2 separate regions of the Zea mays genome follow, and region 1 is linked to region 2. A link is a contact called in public Hi-C data. All regions are on one chromosome and are shown on one strand. Each heading gives the region's core, a stretch centred on a gene start, on an enhancer-like site or on the middle of the called end of the contact. The rest is flanking DNA. Distances are from core to core; before and after follow the strand shown.

What was found. Hi-C and Micro-C count contacts between places; a contact is called where the count stands out from the background.
Region 1: a contact with region 2 is called in a Hi-C map of bundle sheath, with 2.2 times the contacts expected there. The contact joins the promoter of LOC103630408 here to the promoter of LOC100284820 in region 2. A contact is called at or near these places in 9 of 25 Hi-C or Micro-C datasets (bundle sheath, ear, leaf and 3 more) and 1 of 3 datasets of contacts at active chromatin or transcription factors (leaf).

The regions. Positions count from the first base shown.
Region 1 is chr6:160,967,987-160,972,633 of Zm-B73-REFERENCE-NAM-5.0, reverse strand. LOC103630408 reads right to left here and starts at 2,487. Exons shown (of 4, transcript XM_008651461.4): 1 at 2,031-2,487; 2 at 1,463-1,944; 3 at 1,052-1,364; 4 at 1-923. The coding sequence starts at 2,150.
Region 2 is chr6:160,796,528-160,801,353 of Zm-B73-REFERENCE-NAM-5.0, reverse strand. LOC100284820 reads right to left here and starts at 3,121. Exons shown (of 12, transcript NM_001157715.2): 1 at 2,865-3,121; 2 at 2,642-2,736; 3 at 2,511-2,568; 4 at 2,155-2,349; 5 at 1,803-1,882; 6 at 1,634-1,716; 7 at 1,269-1,320; 8 at 1,102-1,170; 9 at 792-878; 10 at 643-707; 11 at 446-549; 12 at 1-286. The coding sequence starts at 2,976. The coding sequence ends at 258.

The DNA.
Region 1 (4,647 bases), core at 1,238-3,737, 170 kb before region 2:
CCATCCCTTGTGGTCATCTCATCTCTGGGAAATGAATCTATTGGCAAACGAAACAAACCAGCAGGACCTATTGGTACCTTCACATCATCATGCGGTAATACCTTGTTAAGGTAGTCTGTTGGTGTTGGTAGTGCGAATATTTCCTGACTGACATGGGCTGTCCTGCAGAGTGAAAGTTCCATGCCATTGACTGGCAAATCATCCGGTGCTTCAAGTGCCAATATGTTCTTGCTGGCTAGACTTGGCCAGCTCAGCTTTGCTCTGAGAGACATCTTGGCACGTCGAAGGGCCTCTAGCACCCCTCCTACATCTTTGTTTGATGATTGATGAAGTTGTGTATCAAGCTGGTTATCGGTATGGTTATGAAAGCAAGAGGAGCTCCATTCTGAGACTTCGCTTTTAGGAGTATCACTTAGCTGGCTCCCAACTGATGATGTGTTTATGTATTGCTCAGAAGATCGAGCATTCACATGGTAGCTTGAACCACTGTCTGAACTTTCATCTCCTTGACCATTTCTATGTCCTGCATTTAGTCTGCTACCACAGCTTCCTTGTGGTGGTAGAGCTGATTTCCCAAGATTATTGCCACTTCCTTCAGGATAGCTTTTAGTTGTCAGCACATCCTTCCTAACCTGCAGTTCTCCGTGGCTTGAAATTACTGCTGCAGCAGTCACTACACAATCATGACCAAACCCATCAAATTTCCGGTGTTCAGTAACACTATCTTTGGCTACATTTTGGGGCAATTCTGAAACAGGGCCATTTGGTAGACATTCAGAGGGGTCGTTGATGCAATGGAAATTATTGTCACTTGATCTTGCCTGTTCACAAACCACTTCTTTATCTACAACCCGAGCAGTTTCCCTCCTCCCACAAGCATTTTCAGCCTGATTTAGCTTGTTGTTTAATAAGTTAACATTATCCTGGAAGTTGGAGAGCAGAAATGAGTGGACAATATGAAAATATTAGCTCATTTTATTTTTTATACAGTCAAATGAAAGAACTTCGTATTAAGTAAAATGTTTCATATCTGAAAAAGGAAAGTGTGTACCATAACTGAATCCCGGCTCAGGCTGAATTTCTCCTCCCACTCCCTCTGAGCATTTTCTTGAGCCTCGAACTGTCCAATTAGCTCAGCCTGCTTCTCGAGTACCCTCTCCATCTCCCCATCCTTCTCATATACCATGGCAAGATCATCACGATCCTCCCCTCTTCCATTACTAGAAGAGCCATGCCCATCTTGGTTCACCTCGCCATCAACATCAGCCGGTTGATCAGTGCAAACAGTACAATCTGATCTCTCCTGCCCGTCCTCCGTGCTCTCCACTGCATTGTCGTTGCCCTCCTCTTCTTCTGTCTGAGATCTGTCAATCAGAAGAGCATGTGTGTGAGTGTGCCAGATAATTGCACAATAACATGCCAGCAATTGGGATGGAACTTGAGCAATGAGCAACGCCCGGACCTCAGCTCCTTCCTCTTGATCTTCCGGCAAGACTGCCCTGGGTGGTACTTGGGCGACGAATCCGCGGCGCGGCAGTAAAAGTAACCCCTCCTGTGGCCGTGGCCGTGGCCGTGCCTCTGCCTTAGCTGCCTGCCCTTGTGCTGTTGGTGCTGCGGCCGCCGCCTCTCGCATTCGGGGCTCGCGGCGCGGCCCCTCCACGACAAGCCCCCGGCCTGAGCAGCAGAGGCAGCAGCCGCCGCCGCCGGGGCTCCCAGCTCCGACCCCGACAGCGCGTCCTCCGCTGCATTCCCGCCGCCTCCGTCCCTCTCGACGGCATTGGGATCGCCCGTGTCGGCCTCGTACTCTGAGCCTGAATCGTCCGCGGCGTCGGAGAGGCGGCCGAAGCCCTGGGAGTCGAGGATGGCAAGCACCTCCGCGGCCGCCCGCTCCGCCTTGCGCCGCTGCGCCGTCACCGTCCGGAGCTGCTCCTCCAGCTCCACAACCTGCACTGCGGCGACGGGCTCGGTGACTATTGACTAAGCCGGGAATGCGAGGAGGCAGGAAGCCAACGAAATGCGCGCGCATTTACCCGCTTGGCAAGGTGGTCGGCCCGCTCCTTGGCGGCGCGGGAGACGGAGCGCTCGGAGAGGAGGCGCGCGCGGAGGAAGTCGATGGTCATGGCCGTCGTCGCGTCCGCCGCCATCCCCATTTGCCGAACCCGCGTGGTGTAGTCTAGCGGACTCCGAAGCCGCGCACCCGCGCCGCGCGTCCAGTCCTCAGTCCTCAGTCCTCACCGCGGCATCCCACTCTGCTTTAGTGCTTTCTTCTCATCTCAGGACTCAGGTCTCGGGAGACTCGTGCTGTCAGTCGCATCCAAAGCGACGCGACGCGACGCGACGCGGAGGCGATGAAAGCCTACCCTTTGGCTTTTGCCAACCACCCGCCAGCGTGCCGCGTCCGGTGTGGTTGTGGGGTGCCCTCGCCATGTACTCACGTGCTGCCATGAATCCGTGATGACTGTGGTAGTGTGGTGCTTGTGCTTCGAGTCCTCGGCCGGTTGGCGGTTGCCCGGCTGGACGCCTGGACCCTTCTGATTTACGCCGGGCCGGCTCTAGGTTTTGCAGAGTTAAGGCCAATCTTAGGTTAATTTTGAACTTCACTTTACAAACAATACTAAACAATATTTCTACAGTTCTGCGTCTTCTATTTTACACAGTCCACTGAAGATAATCTTAGTGTTTGTTTGGTTAGACTGTGGTTGTGAAAAACAACTGCTATCTTTACTATTTCTTAAGAGGCCAAGGAGGACGTCCACCACCACCCTCACCACGCGGCTCCACCCTCCTCCCCCGCTAATCACCACGTCACGCACGCGACACCGTCTTCGTCCCCCCACCCCCGCTAATCTCGCCGCGGCATCGATGGCTCCGCCCTCGCCCTCGCCCTCCCCCCCACCTGTCCACGCCCGCTGTCTCGGGGGTCCTGCATCGCCGCGGCGGTAGTGGTCGGCGTAGCACTCGACTGCTTGTGCGCGTTTCTCTACCCCACCGGCCTCTTCCCTCGTGCCCCCGACTCCGCCAGCCATTGGCCCCGCCAGGTACAATACCCGTGTTTCTGCTTCTTTTGATCCCGTTCTGTTCGTTGGGGGGCAGGAGATCTGAAGGTTTGGACGGGGATCAGTGAGTATTCCTTGCTCCCCGACTCGCCCACGATCTCCATGAAAGGCAGTCTGTGTGATCCACGCGATTCCCGAAATCCACACTCCACTGTCGATCGACCTCTCCCCCGTGCTCCTTCATCAATCTCGTCCGCCGCGCCCGCCGATCCCCGAGATCGCGTTGATCCGCCATTCTCGCGCCCTCGCCTCGACACGCGCTCACCACCGGCCCTCGCCAACCTCTGCCCGCGTTCCCCACACCGCCCTCCGCCCCATCCGTAGCACGCGGGCTGCAGCTGCCCCATCCTGCTGCAATACTGATTTATTTACTGTTCTTAACAGTCATTTGTGATTCGATTTCATACGACTCTATTCTTCAGTTCTTGATGCACTATTACATGCTGTGTTTTGTGATAGATGACTGGACAGTGGTATATCCCATATATAATGTATGTCAATAGTTGCTTGCAGCTTGGAGCTCGCTTCTGGTGCATACGGGTGTATTGCATGATTGCCTTGTAGTATGTGACTTCCATTTGATCATTTTTGCACGCTAATGTTACTTTTGTGCGTGTTCTGGAATCTATATCTTGTTTGTTTTCCTTTCATAGCTAATTAATGCATATAATATTAGAGTGATTATGTCAACTGTTTGCAAAATCACAATCGGTACTGATTTCCTGTATATGGGCACAAGATCTCTTGTAGATTGATTTTTTAAAAGAAAACTTAAAGACACCATTTCAACTCCTCTTACCCACTCTTGACTATATACTTTTAAGGTATGTAAGCCTCTTTAACATTTTAAAGATGCTAACAAGAGTGTAGAGTGGCAATTAGTTAGGGATGGCGACAGCCGATTAGTACTTATATATCTCAATATATCTTTCTTATAAAAATGAGGTAGCCAATTAGATCATGAGAGAATATGCTAGGTGTGCTTGTATATGACATGGGCTTAACAAACTTGATAAGCAAATCACTCAGAGAAACCAAACGATTTAGCTTAGTAGCTACATCCCAAATAGTGACCATTCCTTTCTTTGAAGCACAATGATTATCACTCTGTTGAAGAAACCACAAGTATTGCAATCATTTTGCTCTGTTTTATCTGCCTGCAGCCATGCTCTGCGACCTGTCACAAATGCTGTCACAGTGAAGTAGTTTTGGGATGACTTACCTATGTTTATTCACAATATTGCCAACAATTTATGCGCACCTCCCCCACCACTATGAACCACTTCCTTGTAGCTGCAAAGTCTTATTTGAGTCAATAAAATACAATATTCCATATTGTGTATGTATAATGTTTTTTATAAAATTTGGAACTCAAAAAGTTGTTTAGTCTGAGACGGAGAAATCAACCATTTTAGATCTGGCATTTCAAATAAAAACAATATAGAAAAGAGGAAAATTTCTAGCATTTCAAAGGGGGCCTAATCTATTTTAGGAAGCGTAATGCTTCAGCCATAATTATAGGCAAGTATCCAACAACAACCACAGGTACATGCTGGGTGGGAATTTTTATGCCTTACGGTCACTCTGTTGA
Region 2 (4,826 bases), core at 1,872-4,371:
TTTTCCTTCATAGACAATTCTTGAAAGAGCTTTAGTGACTAGTAACTCCCTTTACATGTTCATACTGTTGCTATTATGCTTTGCAGACCAGCTGTGATTGTTCACAATCCCTAGTCAAAGATCATTTTGACCCGATGTATTATCCCTTCCTTAGATCTCACTGATGCGGGAGCCTTCAGCAATGGGTCTGCTCTTGTGAATAATCTGCTGGACTGACTTGTAAAGAAAATTAATTCTGATTCTCTTCCTCATCTTGCTTAGCTTCTTGGGCCAATTAAACGTTTTCCTATACATGAAGCAACCAGCATTTTACTCTGCATATCTCTATGCCATATTTGATTTGGTAAAAATCCATGCATTGACAATGAAGTGTCTTCGTACATTAATACATTATTATCCCACTAACAGATATGAACTTCTTCCTTATGTGTCCTTTCTTGGCTACCTGAACTAGAACCAATTCTTGTTGAATTGTCTTCAATTGGAAGTTGCTGATATTGGGCCGGTGCTTCTGTACTTCCAGCTGTTTCATCATCTGAAGATCTATCACTTCATATATCACAAGAAACAAATTCTGTTAGGTTTCTGCAACCATTGAGTCACATATCTGCAAATTATCTAGGATGGTATATACAGACTTACTTCAACGAATAGATGATTAATCCAATGGCCACAACTGCGAATGCTAGGTAGTACAACCTGTTTATCTGTAGATTGCATATGAAATATGTGAGCATATTGGGTAATATGTTACCATTTGGAACAAGTATTCTGGGTTTAGAAAAAATCACCTCTTGCTGATAGAATAAAACTCGAATGGCGACTGCCCACATGTCAGATGTTAGCAGTGAAAGGTTGAACAATGTAGCTCCACTCATCTGCAAAAGAGCACAAAAATAAAAAAAGCTAAACTATTATTCAACTGATTGAAATTACAATAAAAAGTCTGATAATATTTAGTCAACCACTATTATTTAAACAGATCACCATTATTCTGTGTTTATTTTTAATAAACCATAACCATTTGACAGGGCCTAAGTTTCTAGTGTTGCCTCCTCCTTGTGAAGCTCATGTCATGCCTGACATGTTGGAGATCTTAACCTTAAGAACGAAAGGAGCAACTGTGTAGAATACGAAAATTGCCACTGCAAATCCTGCAAACAGACTTATCTGGAACAAATGAAAAAGACAAAAGCAGGAATGAGTTTCCAGATAATAAAATCAGTGAGGTTTATGGGGAGTTTCACGGTAGAATGTACTTTTCTTACCATTGTTGGAGACCATGTAACTGCTTCTAGGCCCTTCCTTTCAAATACAAGTCTAAGGTTCATCAAGTTAAAAGATTACAAGAACCTGGGTCATATTTATAGTTACAACTTTTGTTCCAAAGAATTGTGCTGTTAGTTTAACTTGACAAAAGGGAGACAATATATAGATGTCATTCGACAGATCATGCCAGTTTATTTAACTAATTTTTAAGATTAATATGGGTTACACAGTTACTACTTTTTTGTTCCAGGAAAACTGTGGCAAGAGTTTAACCTTGCGAAATAGAGCAATGTATGTGATTACCAATAGATCATGCCAGTTTGCTATACAGGTTATATAACTAATAATGAATTTTTGAGGATACATCTGCGCTGTGCTGATCAGCAACCCAAAGAGACCAAGCATTGCAACAACTTCAACTCTATCCTTTTTCTTGACACAGTATTCCTACACATATGAGGAAAATGAAATGGTTATTGCCACTGTGAGAAACCGTTGCTGATAGCAGCAGATGCATGTGTTGCATGACTAACCTCCCCAACATTGCTAAATGCAAAACCAACTGTCCCAGCAATAACAAGGGCATCCCCCAGAAGTGGTATTTTTTTCGGATCTGCAGAAAAAAATAAGATTTACATGTGAAGTAAACAATTATGTAACTACAGAAACTAAAGGTATATTTCGACCATATCGTTCATAAAGCCTTGTTTACATCTACAGCTATTGCATTGCAATCTTATGCACCGCTAGTATTGGTATTCTTGATTGTTCTGCTACCGTTTCTTTTAAGGGAGATGGTATGGACAGTCCTAGCACTACGATTTCCGAGTTCTCAAAATGTTGTTGACTTTCTAATTGAACTGTAGGATGCCTGGAGTAGCTTACCTTGCTCATCTTGAGATTTTGCATCTGAAAGCAGCACAAGGGCGAGCCCTGCCACACAGGTCCCTGCCCCCACGAACTGCCAGAGTGAGTATCTTGTGCCCAGTGCGTACCAGGTGAGCATGACGACCCATACAACAGTCCAGCAATCCAACAAAGTCACACTGGTAATGTATGAGTACTGGTACGCCTTCACAACTGGGACATTAGATGTCGATCAGCAGCAGCAAGAGAGACCTAACAAAACTTCATTGACTTGTGACTGTGTAGTGCGTGTCTGTACTACTCAGTAGCAGCAAGAGAGACCTAACAAAACTTCATTGACTTGTGACTGTGTAGTGCGTGTCTGTACTACTCACCAAGATAGTTCCCCTGTACATCAAAGAAGGCCAGAGCTAGGTACCAGTACCAAGCTATCTGCAAGACAACTCAAGACAGTGAGCTATGAATCGCAACAGTTTCCTGGGTTAGCTGATGCAGCTACTCTTACTTGCAGCTTCTGCCGTCGACGCAGGACGATTGGTACATAGACTAAGGTCAGCAACAGGTAGGCTAAGAAAGACTGTGTCAGTGGGGCATCGACTCCTGCACGATGTTCATGGTAAGTAACAAAATTTACCACTATCCAGATAAGAATCATCAAGTAAATTACCATGGACACCAACAAGTCTGTGTATTCTGGTCAGCTCAATGAGAGGTGAAAGATTGAATACCAAGATTAGCAATGAGGGAGGAGGCGAAGCTTGAGGCGGCCATGGAGAAGGCGACGAGCTGCCCGAGGAGCAGCACGAGGAGCAGGCTCCATACATCCCTCTTGAACTCCATCAGGACGAGCAGAGCTCACGGCAGCCCGGATCAGATCAGTTGCAGAAAGGGGAAGCTTATTATACGCCGGCGAACAGAGAGGGAGATGGAGCAGATGAAATGAATGGAAGGTGGAGTCTCGACTCGAGAGCGCAGGACCGGCTGGTGGACGGCGTGCAATAAACTAACCGTCGCGGGTAGTTAGGGGCACCATGTGCCAAGCGACGTGCGACCTGGCCCACCTGGGGATCTTGTCATCGGCTGAGCAAATAGCTTGTCCTGCCGTCGTGATCTCGTGCTTCACGGAAGTTTATTCGGTGGTGATAAGGGTCTCATTTAATATAGAGTCTTTTAAAGGGTTTATAAGGGGTTAACGGCTCTTCGTAAAGAACTCGTCTTCGTAAAGAACTCATCTCTTTAGGATTTTACACACATTATATCTGTTATCTGTATTTATAATCAGCGTCTTAGAATTATATCATACAATATCTTAGCCACCTCTTATACTTAAAAACGAACTGATGTGTCAGGTTTGTTTGTACATGTCCTAATCAGTTTTTTTTTTCAAACGGAGATTGCTGAACGAAATTCAGGGCAGGCTGTAGAAAGGAGAGGGCCTGAATATCAGACATACTGGTATGCTGGGAACAAGCACGTATAGCAAATACTGTGGTCCACCATAACTCTCCTGTCTTACTGTGCGAATAACCAAATTCGGAGACACTTTATATGAGCGCCCAAAAGTCTTTCCTTGTCTCATTGTGGTCCAACGTAATTTTGGAGAGTAATGTTTCGGTTCTCAAATATTTTTCATTAGACACTATTTTTGGAGAGTTTACCAACTATGGGTTAGTTTGACAACTCCATTTTTTTAAAAAGTTTTCTATTTTCTCAAATGAAAATGAACTAATTTCCTTAAAAAAATAAAAATCTCTTAAAAATAGTGTTACCAAACTATCTTAAATAAATGTTTCTAAATTATAGTACTACTGAAAGCATCGAAATCTGTTTTTTTTTTTTACGATAGGATTTCTCCAGCATCCTATATAGTGGCGCACTCATGTTTTCGAGTACACCTGCTACGCACTCTTACCAGTGTTAGGAATAAGGCAGTACCCCTCTCTACCAGTCCCTCAACCTAAATTTAAGCTTCAGGATACTTGTGTTGGGGAAACTTCTTTGGTGGATGGAAATGATTGGGACTGAAAGCGGCCGCAATAACTTCACAGCAGAACGGAATATACCGGAAGAACTGTAGCTACGCACCCAGTACCCTGTTCTAAAATAAGTTCGCATCTCTGATCAACCAATCTTAAATTTAACCAACTATATATAAACATGCTGATATTTATCATATATTCTTTTGTAGTAAAATTGTTTGGATATATAACTGTTGATACTATTTTGTATGAAAAAACAACTTGAAATATTTGACTCCTCAAAATAGTAGATGTGCATTTATTTTTAAACATTGGTCTAGAAAAGTAATTTAATAATAAAATAAAAGGTACTTCTAGATATTAGTTTAAATCCACACGATCCAAACGTGTTATAAGAGTAACAATTAGTCCCATTTCTGAAATATCTTTTTATGTCCTACTTCGTTGACGAAATAAATGACTAGTTCTGTTGCTTCCAATTTAACATAACTTCACTCTATCTGAAAGAAGAAATTATGCAATCAAATTATGAAAATTTAGGACCATATATTCATCATACAAAATGAAGGACCAATAATTTAAAAATAGAGGAGTTAGGTGTTCCTTTTATTCCGGTTCTCATCTTTAGTGCTTATCTAGCTTCGTGCACTTGTATAAAGGGTAGTTTCAAAAAAAACTAGGGTTGGTCGGGGCCTAGTTCATCGACTAGTA